Regions from separate parts of the Astyanax mexicanus genome. Here region 1 is linked to region 2. Evidence: chromatin contacts called from public Hi-C data. All regions are on one chromosome and are shown on one strand. Each heading gives the region's core, a stretch centred on a gene start, on an enhancer-like site or on the middle of the called end of the contact. The rest is flanking DNA. Distances are from core to core; before and after follow the strand shown. Region 1 has its middle 11 kb from the start of chst10. Region 2 holds the start of lonrf2 (LON peptidase N-terminal domain and ring finger 2).

What was found. A called contact is a pair of places that touch in the nucleus more often than the background predicts.
Region 1: a contact with region 2 is called in a Hi-C map of muscle, with 10 times the contacts expected there. The contact joins the enhancer-like site here to the promoter of lonrf2 in region 2. A contact is called at or near these places in 2 of 3 Hi-C or Micro-C datasets (blood and muscle).

Annotation. Positions count from the first base shown.
Region 1 is chr21:22,459,304-22,462,003 of AstMex3_surface, reverse strand. No RefSeq gene overlaps it. Among protein-coding and RNA genes, the nearest start is that of chst10, 11 kb to the left of the region's middle. Within about 2 kb of position 1,268, the one cell type or tissue checked has an H3K27ac peak away from gene starts, as active enhancers do.
Region 2 is chr21:22,423,832-22,426,531 of AstMex3_surface, reverse strand. It overlaps lonrf2 (LON peptidase N-terminal domain and ring finger 2), which reads left to right and starts at 1,421. Exons shown (of 12, transcript XM_007259034.4): 1 at 1,421-2,700.

The DNA of each region.
Region 1 (2,700 bases), core at 19-2,518, 36 kb before region 2:
GGATTGTCTATTCATAGTAATAGATTGTCATCTATTACAGCACGTATTCCAGAACCTGAAGCAGCAAAGCAGCCCCAGACCATCATACAACCACCACCATGTTTTAAGTTCAGTATGATGTTCTTTCTCTGAAGTGATGTGTTAGTTTTACACCAGATGTAACGGGACACAGACCTTCCAAAAAGTTCCACTTTTGTCCCGTCAGTCCACAGAATATTTACCCTGGGAATCATCGAGATGTTTTTTGGCAAATGTGAAATGGGCCGTTTTGTTATTTTTGGTCAGCAGTGTTTTTTGCCTTGGAACTTTGCCTTGGAATATTCAACCAGTTTCTTATTTATTATTAAATCATTAACACTGACCTTAACTGAGAGTTAAGTGAGACCTGCAGTTCTTTAAATGTTTTTCTGGGTTCTTTTGGGACCTCCAGGATGAGTTGTCCATGCCCTTTTGGAGTAATTTTGGTCGGCCGGCCACTACTGGGAAGGTTCACCAGTGTTCCATGTTTTCTCCATTTGCTCTCTTTTTGACATATTTGATCTGCTTCATGTTGTCAGACAGGTTCTGTTTAAGTGATTTCTTAATTCCACATGTCTGGCAGTAATCAGGCCTGGTCGTGGTTAGTAGAGAAATTGTTCATTTATGGAGGGCAAACACTTTTTCACACAGGGCTAGATTGGCTTGAATATTTTTTTCCCCTTCATAAATAAAATCTTAATTAAAAAATAGCTTTTTATATTTACTCAGGTTATATTTGTCTTATATTACATTTTTTTGATCATCTGAAAAATGTAGGTATGTCAAAAACGCAAAAACAAAAGAAACCTGTAAGAGGGCAAATACTTTTTTACACCACTGTATAGTGTACTTATAGTGAAGGGGAGTATAGTGTATTTATTTATAGTACAGGTAAGTGAAAGCGATTCAGAATGTACTTTTATCCGGTTATATCTAACCACCCCCATACTCCCCCCTGTCTTTTACGTGTGAAACATGTTCCCATGGCAACAGTCTCTCTCTCTTTCTCTCTTTCTTTCTCATATTGCATGTGTTCTCCTTTCTGTTTTTCTCATGTGTGGATTTGTGATCTTCATTCATAACTCTGGGTATTTCTTACAGTCTTCCCACTCCCAGACAGTGTCCCACCCGCCCACGTGGTTTTATATAAGGAGTCCTCGGTCTCTGTTGCCTGAGTTCATTCACATGCAACAGGCAGAGACTGACCACCCCAGTGTGGAGGCCTTTGTCAGTGGTGGCATCGTCACGTGCGCATCCTCCGAGGCATGTGCTGCACCTGCTACAGTGGCGGTGGTCTGAGAACAGTGTGTTTAAGGGGGTGTTGGAGGTGTTGTGTAAAAGAGAATCTATTGTGTAGACTGAGAACAGGCCTCAGAAGACCATAAGACTTTAAATACTGCATTTAGGCAACTTAGAACTAATTTTATCATTAAGCCAAAAAAAAGAAAATTGTAATCAAATAAAAAAAGTGTGACATGCAAAAGTATTCACCCCCTATTACTCTGAAACCCCTTAATAAAATCCAGGGCAATCAATTGCCTTCAGAAGTCACTTAATTAATAGAGTCCGGCTAGGTGTAATTTAGTAATTGGTTTGTTGAGAACACTAGTGAATACACAGCATCATGAAGACCAAGGAACTCACCAGATTTATATCACAGAGCTAACAGTTCCATGGGAGAATTCAACCTAATTCAAATTTTGCACAACAAAAACTGTGCTACACACAACTGGCAGCAGATGCTCAACACTAACAGTTGTTTTAGGGTCTTTCTATACAACATCTTTACTGTGTAGCACTCCTATTGACCTTCTTTCCGTCTACCTGTTCAATAACTGTTACTTAGTACACCAGTGATGACTTTCTTCTTCAGAACATTCTAAACAGTTTTACTGGCTATAGCCAACATTTGTGCAATGGCTCTGATTGATTTTCTATCTTCTCTCAGCTTCACAATGTTTTTGCCGATAGACAACTCATTGTTTTTTATGTTGGCTACTCATTTAAATATAAATGCACTGTCTGCACAAAAAAAACAAATCTGAAACTAAGTGTAGCCATTTAACACTATTTGTTGTATGAATAATCAATGTAACAATGTACACACATGGGCAACAACACATTTGACAGTCACATGTTTCAATACTTTTTCTCATAAGAATAAGAGGTAGGTTCAGACAAAACGTGCTAGCTTCTGCAGACCCAAATGTTTTTTTTATTTTTCAAGTATTTTATAAGGGTACTGCATATGTATGAGTAAACGGGCTCGTCCAAGCAGAGGATGAAACAGGGTGATGAGAGCCCGTTATAAGGAATTACAGAATGAAAACATGCTTCATAAGAGAATGAGTCACATACAAAATAACACTTGACCTGAACAAGTGCCAAGAAAAACAGCATAAGAGGGTCTGCCCCATGACGAGGCAAATCACTAGTGCTGCACTATACAGTGAATTAATACTGCAATGTGGGCCATTGCAGAAAGACACTATAGATATGAGCAACTATAGTGCGAACTGATTTATATTATTTTCTCTTCACTCATTTATTTGCAGTGTTGGGCACGTTACTTTGAAAAAGTAATTAGTTATAGTTACTCGTTACTTCTCTAAAAAAGTAACTGAGTTACTAACGGAGTTACTCCACTATAAAAGTAATTAGTTACCAGTAAAAGTAACTATC
Region 2 (2,700 bases), core at 172-2,671:
TATAGATCATATCATAACTGTGTTTGCATGTCACATATGAAAAAAGAAATTAATATAAACAAAAAACAGTCAATGATTTGGACACACCTTAAATTCAGTATTTTTTTTGTTCCCCGATTTAAAACATGTTTGCATTGTAGATTATTAATAAGTGTTACACAATCCAGAACATGTTTTATATTTTAGAAACTACAAAGTAGATACCTCTTGTTTGAGTTTCTTGCCCTCCTGATGTGTTTGAGAGCATCAGTTGTAAAGTTGTGAAGAGGTAGAGTTGGTATACAGTGAACAGCCCTATTTGAGTAACATTCTAATCCATATTATGGCAAGAAATACTAAACTAAGTAAAGAAAAAATACTTACAAAATGTCAATGCAAAAAATGAAAGAACTTAAAAACAGAAGTGCAGTCCCAAAGACCATTAAAATATTATGATGAAACTTGTCTCTCATCAGGACCCCGGAAAGAAAGACCAAGAGTTATCTCTGTTGCACAGTATGAGTTCATTAGAGTTATCAGCCTCAGAAACCACAAGATAACAGCACCCCCGATGAAAACCCTAATGTCAGTGTCTCAGCAAATAAGAATATTATAAAAGACCAATTGGTACTTTTGGCAGTGTGGGCCAAGTCCTGCTGGAAAATGAAATCTACACCTCCATAAAAGTTGTCAGCAGAGGAAAGGATGAGTTGCTGTAAGATTTTCTGGGAAAACACTGCACTGACTTTGGAATTAATAACACCAGCAGATGACATGACTCTCCAAACCATCACTGATTGTGGAAACTTCACACTAGACCTCAAGCAGTTTGGACTGTGTGTCTCTCCACTATTTCTCCAGACTCTGGTCCCTTGATTTACAAATGAAATGCAAAATGTACTGATGATCAGTGATGGTTTGGAGAGACAAGTCATCTGCTAGTGTCGGTCCACTGTTATATCTAGTCTGAAGTCAGTGCAGTGTTTTCCTGGAAAATCTTGCAGCAACTTTCCTCTGCTGACAACTTTTATAGAGGTGTAGATTTCATTTTCCAGCAGGGCTTGGCACACTGCCCACACTGCTAAAAGTACCAACTGCTCTTATATAATATTCACATTTTCTGAAACACTGAATTTTGGGTTTATTGGCTGTAAGCCATTAACAATAAAAGAAATAAACCCTTAAAATAGTGTCAATAACTGAAATAAAGTAACTTTTCAATTATATTAATTTTTTTTTAGATGCACCTGTACATTCAACAGACTCGGCTCGTCGAAACTCTCAGTTCTAGAGAGTCGATTCCCTGCAGTGAGTCGAGCATCCCGTCAGCATTACACAACTGCCTGTGTCGTTATATAAGCGGGCCACATAGCGAGCCAATGGCTGCGCGCCGTTCGCATCACGTGCACCTTGCGTCGCCCAGAAGTGGGCGGGCGGTAGCGCTCGGTGTGTTTTTTTTGTACTGAGCGAGAGGACGGTCGTGTCTGGGTCCGTCTGATCCATTCAGCTTTATAAAAGTATCTTTTTGATGGAGCTTAGTTTTCCTTTTGTGTGAGGTGACTTCGCCGTGTCGGCGCCCGCGCCGTTCAGGATGGGAAAGCGGAGTTTCGGGGAAAGACCGGCGGGGAGAGACGAGCGGCCGGGGAAGCTGAACTCGGCGCCGCAGGTCCTGAGAGAAGGAAGGGGGAGCTCGCCGGATTACGCAGAGCACAGTTTACTGGAGACTTCAGATCTTATATAAAACACTGAGGCGAACATTTTTACCTTCCTACGTTTTTACTTTCTCGTTTAAACAGACGTGAGGACTCGGGGCGAACGTTAAACCCGCTGTTGTTGTTGGTTGTTGTTCGGTTAACTTGACGCTACGTCGTGTCGGTTGCTTCGTGTTATTTGTTTATAGCCTGTTAGTAAGCTAGCTAGCTTATAACCTTTAGCTAACGTTAGGTAACTAACCTTGTTCAAACGCTAAGACTGAATAAGAAACACTTAGTTTTTTGTATTTAACAGCAAACCTAGTTTTGTTTGTAGGTTAACTAGATAAACTATAGCTAGGTAACAACTTTTTTTTTTTTACCAAATTAACACAAGCTAACTAGTTAACGTTAACTGTTGGACCGGTGTTCTGTCGAGTTATGCTACCCTTCAATATGTGCTTGTAACTGACACTGCGCATGCGCTGACACATTGTTTAGTTTTTTTCATTGGATGCATTTATTTAATTTTTTTCTAAAATTCCTCTTCGCGTTTGCGTTGAACATTTTCATTTTTTTGGGATTTGTGGCGTTTATCTTTTATCAAAATATCATCCCTACTGTTTAGTTTGGGTTTATTTAGATCCTCCTATGGATATACTTAAACTATGGTAGCACGCTTTAACAAGAAAACACAAATTGACAGGACACCGGAGCTTTCAGGGCCTTGATAACCTCACCTACCACAGTCACAGTTCAGCCTACACATGTAACTGAGAAACTTCAATGGCTTGGGCTGTGTTGTGCTATTTCTCTAGAGTAGATAGTGTTTATTTAGGTGTTGATATCATTGTTAATAACCGTTTTAATTCGGGTTTAAAGTGGTTAAGTAGTCCACGATAGTGTGAGCTGAGCTTAATTAAGGTTAGTGCTAGGCTAAAAGGAACCTTGACCTGCGATTGAGTTAGTTAACTAGATATTCAATTACATGACTGAAAGCTGCCAACTAAAAAATACTACATAGGTTGGC